Regions from separate parts of the Zea mays genome. Here region 2 is linked to region 1. The links are chromatin contacts, called in public Hi-C maps. All regions are on one chromosome and are shown on one strand. Each heading gives the region's core, a stretch centred on a gene start, on an enhancer-like site or on the middle of the called end of the contact. The rest is flanking DNA. Distances are from core to core; before and after follow the strand shown.

What was found. Hi-C and Micro-C count contacts between places; a contact is called where the count stands out from the background.
Region 2: a contact with region 1 is called in a Hi-C map of tassel, with 1.9 times the contacts expected there. The contact joins the promoter of LOC100275206 here to the promoter of LOC100382817 in region 1. A contact is called at or near these places in 2 of 25 Hi-C or Micro-C datasets (bundle sheath and tassel).

The regions. Positions count from the first base shown.
Region 1 is chr5:165,470,157-165,475,226 of Zm-B73-REFERENCE-NAM-5.0, reverse strand. It overlaps LOC100382817, which reads right to left and starts at 2,493. Exons shown (of 17, transcript NM_001361683.1): 1 at 2,356-2,493; 2 at 1,062-2,057; 3 at 243-333; 4 at 1-129. The coding sequence starts at 2,377.
Region 2 is chr5:166,096,662-166,101,731 of Zm-B73-REFERENCE-NAM-5.0, reverse strand. LOC100275206 reads right to left here and starts at 3,086. Exons shown (of 4, transcript NM_001149352.2): 1 at 2,998-3,086. LOC100282665 reads right to left here. Exons shown (of 5, transcript NM_001155573.2): 3 at 4,915-5,010; 4 at 4,764-4,844; 5 at 4,065-4,389. The coding sequence ends at 4,327.

The DNA.
Region 1 (5,070 bases), core at 1,244-3,743:
AAGTCAAAGTTATCAAATGCTTCTTTTGACTTCATTTTTCTATCGACACCATCTATTAATTGAGTCGCATTATCTTGACAGTGTCTCTCACTCTTAGGAAACTTCGCCGCTATATTCATAAAAGCTTGGCTGTTTTCCGCAGATAAGAAACGAAAATGCAAGGAAGTGGAAAAAAAAGGAAATTAGTTCCGGTATAAAACATATGAACATACTAAAATGATATTTATGAATCCTCATTTTACCTTGATAAATTATCAGCAGAATTCTGTGTAAGGAAAGTACCCACCACAGAATCAATTAGGGATCCTCCCCACTGAGAATATTTTCTAGGCCCTGATGAAAGCCATTAATATATTAGAAACCATTTCATACTCATGTATCCCATAGATAGTAGGTCATATGGCTTACTGATTCAATACATCTAACTACTGTAGAAGCAAGACATGTTTTTTGTTCATCAAAATGTGATACTGGTGATAGCCATGAAACAAGTGTTTGTTTCGCCATAGGTCTTTCCAATGTCTATGTTTGAATAACTGATATTTGCTCAGAATTTTTTTTTGCATTCACACATTATTGGATCTTTGGTCAATTTGGAAGCTAACATACATTTAAAAGAAGTATTAAGTCCAAAAGAAGGAAAGGGAAATAGAGGAGTTGCAGCTCAGTGAATAACTTCAACAAATGAAGTTAATGTCTCAATGTAAGAATCGTTTCTTGCTCTAGGCAACAAATTATCCACAGGCTATTTTTTATTTTGTTCTGCGAAATATGAAATTAACTTAACTCTGAATTTCATTTTATCAGTTCACAGTTTTATCAAGAATTCATTTTCCCATTGAGTCCACAATAAAATTTTCATTCTAGCTTTCTGACAAAAATGGAGAAAAACTAAGCTTATGGAGTTACCTGCGACAGTGCAACATTTCCTAAGCTTTTTTTAAGTTAGACAAAAGGCATTTTTCTTCTATGCTGACACTTTTTATTAACGATAATGTGGTCATATTTCTTGCATTTTGCACTTTGACAAACGAAAACATAAAAAGGGATAGAATGATTACCAATTAGATCAAACATAGCATTAATGAATATATCCACAAATTGTTCAAACATTTGTCTTGTTGTATCCCATTCGGGTCCATTGCCAATATCAAAACCTTCAAAACTTTCATTGTCGCTCCCATTCCAATTTGCCAAAACAGCACAAACCCGCATTGTTTCATCAGTAAGGCCCAAAACCTTAGCCCGCAATTTCTTTACATGAGTTAGAGGGCGTGATACCGCAACCGTTGTAGTCCAGTTGTAAGGCAAAAGTGCTAGCTGACCACTTTCCTTGTTTCCTACCATCATTTTCCTTTTTTTCCCTCTCTTGCTCCTCTTATGTGTAGTCAGTTCACTGATTAAACCATAACTCTTGCCAATGCACTTCAAATTAATCATCAGCTCGGCTCTGCTGAAACATGTTTTACTTTCTGATGAATGTAAATCCAAATCTAACTTGCGTCTTGCACTATTAGACCTGTGGGCACCAATATGTTGAATATCATCCTCTGTCATTTTCTTCTTTTTTACTGTACTAGGCGTGGTCACCTTGAGCTTCATCACTTTATCTTTGGCCACTTTGAGACGTTGAACCCCCTTGGTCGACTTCTTCCCCCTCCTCCGAGGTGTGGGCTCCATGTTCTCCGGAGTAGAAGTAGGGGCAGGAGAAGCAGCACCTGCATCTCTGGCACTATCAACACCTTCCTTGTGCTGCTGCTCTTGCTGTGCAACCTTGCCAGAGGACTCGCCCACCAGTGCAGGCAAGGTGCTGGACTCCTGAGTGCCCACGGGATCACAGTCCACTTGGACCAAATTATCCAGTGCGGCGGACTGAGAATGTTCATGGGCATGCAACGGCACCGAGGCAAGGCCATCGCCGTCCACCTTTCCGGGGCCAGCAGCCGTGCTGGTGTACAGAGCAGTGCAGCAATAGCCAACTGCGGTGGTTGTCCCGGACGGTCGAGCTAGCTTGCGGACAATGTCGGGTGTCGCCGGCGATATCCCCAACTGAGGCTCTGATCCAGACAAGGAAAAGAAATCATTATGGATGCACCAGATTTAAGGAGGCTCCCCGCTACCACGGACACCGCACATTAACTGGCAAATACTCAAATTGTAAGATTTTTTTTAGATAGATTGCTTTGACTATGAATGCATATCTATAAGACTTTTGTAGATGCATTGCAGTACAATAATGCCAAAACGAGAAATCCAGGTGAGCCTACAAGTGCATAAGCATAGAAACCAACGCATGCGAAGGAAGAACGAGCAACGAGCCTATCGGCTATGCCCACCGCGGTGGCCCGGACTCACCAAGATCTGCCGCCGCCGCCATGGCAGCAGGGCCCGTGGTCGGAGCGAACTCCGCTGTTGAGTCCTGAAGAGGAAGGATTTGGAGTCCACGCCACGACCTCGCTCTGGATTGTGTGTTGCGGTTTGCGGCAGATATGGTTAGAGTAAAGAAGGGGTCTGTTTTGCTCCGTCCTTTCTCTTCTGCCATTATAAAGGATTACTTTTCTACAGGAAACCGTTTCGTGCGTCGTTAACGTCCTCCCCGTCCGCGCCTTCTCTCACGGTCTCACTGGATCCGCTCCTCGCGCCGCCCTCCCCCCGCGCCTGCCAGGCCCGGCGCTGCCGCCCCCCGCATCGCGTGAACCGGCCGCATGCCCGCATCCCAAGCGCCAAATGCACCGAACGTCCGAACCCGCGTGGAGAGCGCCCGCTCGCAGCTCTGGATAATGATGCTCCCCTGTCTCGCGCCGCCAATAACATACCAGTCTTTCGCGATCTGCTGTAACATCGGCGGACGTTGGACGAAAATTTACGAAAATCACATAAATGTCATGGCTTCCTGATTTAATCAATCATCGAAGATAGATTATATTGTTGCGACAAGCTAGATCTAACTTATGGAGTGGATCAGTGTCATGGTAAAAACAGGGCAAGAGACGGAGGCGTCAAGAAGACGTAGAGTCAGACGACGTTGCATCAGAAATGGATCGGTGGCAAAAACGGGGCTGCGAGCAAACTCGTTTATATGGTATCCAAAATATTAGGGTCAGACTGATCCGGAAGGATTCGATGAGGAGGATCATGACAGGGTTGTTTTAGGCCATGTTCTACACCTTTAGAGCTAATTGTTAACTGGTTCTAGCTGGGTTGGGCATCTAAACCTCTTGGCTAATGTTAGCCACTAGCTATTAGTTTTATAGGTTTGGAACCGGACTTTATACTAAACGAAACTTTAATTTTTTCTACACTTAACACTAAATAACCATTAGGCATAAAAGGGTGTATAAAATTAAGCAGGGTATGACCCACTTTACCTTTTTGGATCCGCCTCTACCTATACTTGCAGGCGCGGGACCTGCTCCACCGCCGCCATGGCGAGGTGTAGACGCCATGGGCCGGTCGCCTCCTGCATGACAGGCTCCTCGCGCTACGCCAGCTCCACCACCCATAGGCGTGGGACCCGCTCCGCCATCGTCATGGGCCAGTCATCTCTTGCATGACCTCTTCCTTCTCGTCGGCGCGCAGGGTGCGTCCGCGAGGCGATCCTGCTGGCGCAGGACTTGCTCTGCCGCCGCTATGGCGAGGTACTAGCGCCGTGGGCCGGTCGCCTCCTGCACGACCTCCTCCTCACGTTGTGCCAGCTCCACCACTCGCAGGAGCAGGACCCGCTCCGCCACCGCGCCGTGCTGACTTAAACCATCGATCTACAACCCCCGCCCCTGCGCTGACCACTGACGCGTCCTAACGTGTCGTCGATCCCTAGGTGACGTTCGATTGCTCTGTCGTGGACTGTGTACTATGGTGACTGAGCAACCTCTGTCGTGGGTAATCTGAATTCATCAAATTTTGATCTTATGTTGGTTTGAAGTTCCTCCTCTACATCTTCCGCAGAACTATTTTGATTTACTTTTTTCAATGAAAGGAAATAAAAGACAGCAACGAACCATGAACACAAAGAAATAGAGAGAGAGAATGTGTTTCTTTTCGGGCAATATTACCAACTCACCAAGTAGCCTTTGAAGGCCTTGTGGACAACGACGGCGGCCTCCACCTCGTGCTCCTGGCCGCAGTTGCACGGGTGCACCTATGACAGCTCCCAAACGACCACGAAGAAGGGGTAACACGCGCAGGTGGCTGGATCTAGATCGAGGTGAGAAGGGTTATACAGTTGCCAGCAACCTCCCGCCGCTTCTACCGCATGCCGTGCATGCTGGGGGAGGTTGTGTGCGGCTCCCGATTGAGGATGACTGGGGGTTTCGGGTCAGGCGTAGGGCGGATGCTGGCGCGGTCGCAGCGAGGCACGGAGTTAGAGGTCACGACATGCACGACGGTTGTTGGTGCGGTTGTGGCTTTCGCGGAGGGAGAGGCCATGGCATGCGCGGGTGCGGGGGCAGTCGTGGCATGTAGCAGAGGGGGAGGATGGTCGCGACATGAGTGGAGGCGGCTTTTATGGGGGAAGGCAACATACCATGGCCAGGCATCGCGAGCTGGGGGTGGGGTAATTTTCTCGTTGGCGCGTAGGGGGCATCGCGAGGACGGGGGTAGGCTGGGGGCGACGATGGAAGTGGTGTGGTCGACGACAAAAATCTCGAGGGTATGAGGGCGAGGCTGGGAGGCTGCTTCCATGCGCGGGCATGGGAGAGGGCAGGGGCACCAGGGTGTGGATGCCTTCCTTGCTATCCTAATCCATACTAATCTATTAAGAGTGTAAAGTCAGCATCCATAATCCTGCCCCGCCCGCACGCCCCCACCCCGCGCCCACGTTGCACACGCTTTTCACGGATGTGGCTGTTGTTTACTTGTTTTTTATTGCTGAATCACAAAACAAGGCAACACAAATGTTAAATGTAAAGGACATTCGTCCTTCGAAGCATCAAATCCTTTCGAGAATGATGATTCTCGGACGAAGGTTATGAAGAACAAGTCTTCATCATTTACAAATACAAAAATGTATTTACAAATGTAACATCATGATAATTATTTATATCATATTGAATGTTAGATAACATTAAGATT
Region 2 (5,070 bases), core at 1,837-4,336, 630 kb before region 1:
ATTTTCATTTTCCCAAGGGAAGTTAGTTCATTTTCCCTTAAGTTTTGGTGCTTGACGGCCATCACAAATCTTATGGACTAACTAGTTTGTCTAACTGATTTCACCATATCGATTAACCGCCGCAAAACATTCTTTCAGGATAAGGACTTAAGGAGGCGTCGCTCGGTGCAAAGAATCCATGGCATGGGGAGGTCTGTTCTTGTTCGGTGAAAACAGAAAACATGTTGTTCTCAGAGAGCCACTGAAAACACACCTTCCAAAAAGACCAGAACACATCATTAGGGTAGAAAACAGAAAACACATGTTTCATAATAATACTAGGATCAGTCGTCTTCAGGTGGCAAGCAGCAGGCAAGCCCTATATATGACCATAATGTCTTGCTCTTGGCTGGCAATTAATTAGGCAAAGACGACGACATGCTAGATAATGCCACTAACCACACAAAGAAATGCTAGACGACGACATGTCCCAACCCAAGACACACACCACAAAAGGTGATGGCTGCCCTACTAATTAATTAATCAACTGGCACAAGTACACTCAAAAGTGATTTCCAGTCAAAAGATACGCATCGAGACGACATGTGGAGATCTCCAAGATACTCGAATATTACAGTACATCTCTAAGAACTTCTCCCAGCTCCTTGTCGGCATATATAGTCTACCGACAGCAGGCAAATACATCGTTACTAGTTACGACTACTGCCAACTCCAAAGAAGATCTGGGGAAATGCACCAAAGAAAAAAATGGACAGAAGCATGCACAATCCACTATCTGCACTAAACAACAGCTGTCTAGATTTCTCTTTATTTTTATTCTTTTATTCCTGTGCAGCCAATAGAAATCAAACATGAAGTTTTTTTTCTGGAAAATGACTGCTAATCCAGAATTTCTGTAGTCTCTTTAGTCTATTAAGTTGTAACAGCAGAAAAAAACTGAAACTTACCGCCACATAAGCCTCCCATACAGAATCACTATCGACGGATATCTTGTTCTTGTTCCAATCCCAACCAAAGCCACTTGTTTGTAGCATACCATTGATGATAGTGTGGATCAGGAAGCTTGATAAATTCATGGCATAATGATAGAACACCTCTCAACACCTCATTAAAATAGCGTCTAATTGATTCAAGTGACCACCCGTATGAGCTACGAATCATCCTCATCTTAGTGCCATGACCCACTACAAGCAAAAAGATAGCAACCTTTTCTTCTACCGACACATTCAAGGTGTCACACATATCGCACCTCTCACGTAAGATAGTGCATAGGTCCGAAAAGGATCTCTTAGTTAGACGCAAACTGTCATAGCAATAAACATTTGATCCTTGATACAGATTCCTTAGCATTTGTTTCCGACCAGCTACATCTCTCTCTATCACCTCAGAGGGATCCATAAGATGTCTAGGTCTTTTCCGATAATAATATTCCGCAATCATGCCCATGACAGTTGCAACAAATAAGGATGCTACTCTCAGCCTCTTCTTCCTACGCCTCTCTCTCATTTCCTCCAAATTTCTTCTAACCAATTCTAAGTTGTTGTGAGACATCTACAGCAGATAAACCATACATCATAAGCACACTTGACAAAACATTATATATATATATATATCACTAATTCAAAGAAGAACAGGTGAACAGAATGATATGTATATGTATACGGTGCATGCAAGACCGGCAAATTAAATAAAGCAATGCAATGCGAATATAGAATGCAATGCAAATATGCACTGGGGGAACATTCGTCTTTCACAAGTGAGCAGGCAAGGTAGGCATGGTTCCACATGAGCTGATCCACACCCAACAAAAGGATTTATTTGGCCAACGGTTCTCAGCTGGAGAGCTCCTAGGCATGGTTCCACATGAGCTGGTCCAGCTGGGCGAGCCATTTTGACTCGCTGACCAGCAAATCGAATCTTAACGTTGATAGATATATATCTGCTGAGTTACCTGATCCTAGTGCTGATCCGTTAGGATTCTTCCTGGTTGAAGAGTTTATGATACAAGACCCGTGTGGTTCAGCTAATCCAAATAGTCCTTGCACGAGAGATGGCTATTGTTTAAAAGGCCTAAGTCATTTAGATCTGAAACAGTTTTTTTTTTACGAAGCTGGCTACCCACTATACAGGCGCAGAAAAATGGTATTCTTGCCTGGAAAGGGAATGTACAAGTAGATAGTCTATGGGTTGTGCCACATAGTCTATCTGTGCACTGTGCTCAAGAAATGCCAGGCACATATTGATGTTGAGGCCTGTAACCAAACCTATCTGATCAAGTGTCTATTAAGTATGTCAACAAAGGATTTGACTGTGCATAGAATGAGGTTCAAGAATCGTGAGTCATCTGCTTCAGAATCTACAAAGGGTGACGGTACAGTAGATCAAGAAAAGACTAGCTCTGATGGTATCGATGAAATTGCTGAATATATGAAATCTAGATATCTTTCTTGCTGTGAGGATACATGGAGGCTGTTCGGGTTTGAGTTTCATGGTAAATTTCCTCTGCGGAGTGTCTTTTCGTGCATCTACCAGGATTGAACTTTGTTATATTGCAAGAGGAAACTGATCTGCAGAGCGTTGTCAATAATCAGAGGCAATTGTAAGAATGCAATTGTCGCGGGCGCACCTACAGCAGTGTCGCCGCCTACAGTAGCTACGGCAGGCCAGTAGCTACGGCTCGCACCTACAGCAGCAGTGTCGCCGCCTCGCCGGGGACGACGGATATCGCGGGCGCGGCACCCCCGTGCCCGTTCCCGTCCTCGTTCGCTTGTCTGATTAGATCCCCATCTGGCCGTTCGCACCCCCTCTCACGAAGGCACGCAGCCGAGCTCGCAGCGCACGCAGGGGCGGGGAGAACCGGACAAGTCAGAAGGTCCATCCGCGACGCGACCGCGACCCGCAAGGCAGGCGAGCCCGCCGAGGCGGAGGAGGGCACCTCGAGATCTCCTCAGCGCGGCTCGCGGGTCAGAAGCAGCGAGGTGGGGGAAGGGTGCTCACCCTGTCGCGAGGGAAGGCTGCTGTCGAGGTGAGGCACGCGTGAGCAGCGAGGATGGACCGGGAGGTGAGGCAAGAGCGGAGGATGCACCGTGCCGGCCGCCGCCGAGCTTCACGCGTGCACTGCTGGGAGGAGCTTTTTGCTATTATAGTATTCCTTTTATCAGGCTGCTCTCTTTTAGTACTTACAATTTTATCTTCTCTATAATAGTACTTACAAGTGAACATATCCTTTAAAATAGTATTTTAACCCATTTTTAATTGTTTTCATTTTATTTTCTTATTTCTCACCACCTAAATTAGCCGTACTGCTATATCAGTTCTAGCAGGAATTCATACTGCCAATGCTAGTATTTGTGTCTAGTTTGCTTAGATGCTATTGACCGGCTGAGGGATGAGGGTCACCAGCAACCGTTTGAACATGTTCTTGTCAAGGTAGATAGTAGTAGTTTTGTATATTATTTTTATTTGGCATGAAGATGGAAGACGAATGATAGACAAGGGAATTACTTGGAGTTGTTCAGCCGTGGATGATAGCTACTGTGATATATAACCTAACCGGTCAGTACGTCAGTAATAAATATGATCACACTTGTTGATGCATCTGAGAATTACACCTGCGATATCTAGTCTGTTGTATGTATGTATGTATGCATTCTTGTGATGAATAGAGATGTGGAGGGAGAGAGGAAAAGTAGGGAGTACGGTGCTGAGAAATAAGAAAAGAAAATAGAAATGATTAAAAAGAGGTCGAAGTACTATTTTAAAGAATAGGGTTACCTATGAATACTATTATGGAGAAGGTAAAATTATAAGTACTAAAAAGAAGAAGCCTAATGAAATGAGTATTATAATAACAAAAGCTCCTGCTGGGAGGGAGGGGAGAGGAATCGTTTTCTGTCTTCACAAGCTAAGAATCTGTTGTGGGCTTTAGATTTGGGCTAGGAAAGTGAGTGGAATGTTGATTTCCAATTTCAAGTGCATCCAAACAGGCTTGCCCTAGAATCTAATTCTAATTCAGCCCAATTAAGACCAAACAAACAGGCCCTCAGGGTTGACAAGCAGTAGAGGGAGCATTTTACTTGCATGAAGGATAAAGAAGCATGTTACTGCGGCCATTTATATGAACCAAACCGAAACTTGACCACAGTATTGTCCTCGCCTCAAATTCAGTAGTTTATTCATATAATATATCACTGAACATTACATCCTCGTCTCAAGTTCAGTAGTTTATTCATATATCACTGGAACATCACAGCCAGGCCTAAGCAATAAAGTTTACACGTTGAGGCCTAACTGGTCATAAAATACATCAGAGACCGGAGATCGCTTTCAGTAGTTCGTTAAGATTTTGTCTCGTGAGACACCATCTGCTACAAGGGATAAGGTGAGTTCCTGTAAAGTAGAGAGCGTCATCAGTATCATCAATTCATCATTGCATCCACACGAAAAAAGCTGGTGGTGCGGTTAGTTGATGCAGGTCAGAGAAGGGAGTGCATGAGAGCCAGAGGTAGAAAGGTTTTAGGATTCAGCATGCTAAATAGATGATGAGCCAGATCTCATTAGACTAATTTTGATCTAGGATGCTACAGTTAGTAAGTTTAGGGATGTAGGTCTCCATTTTAAATATATAGTACTTAAGTGTTTACATGCACAGTTTGATGCAGTAGCAGTTCGACTCACAAGTAGCAAACAATTTTTGTCATAGGCTCAGCATGCTTAATAGTAAAGTTATGCAAAAAGAGTCTTGAAACAACAACAATGCACACCTCCTGCATTTCATTCGGTCCACAAAGTATGGCTCCTGTAGAAGATGGATTTACTATGTTCTTGTTTCTGAAGAAAGCATCCTGCAAGATTAATGTCATTAGAAGGATGTCTCAATAAGACAAAACAATGGTGGAGCATTTCTTGTATTACCTGAACATATCCTCGTTCACCTTTCCAGCTGTCATCTGGTTGTGATAAGACTGGTATTATTTTAATTCCAGTTGACTCCCAGTTACTAAGCCTTTCCTGCCAAACAGAAAATTATGTATCTTTGTTATGTGAGCTAAAGGCTTCTCCGGCAAATAC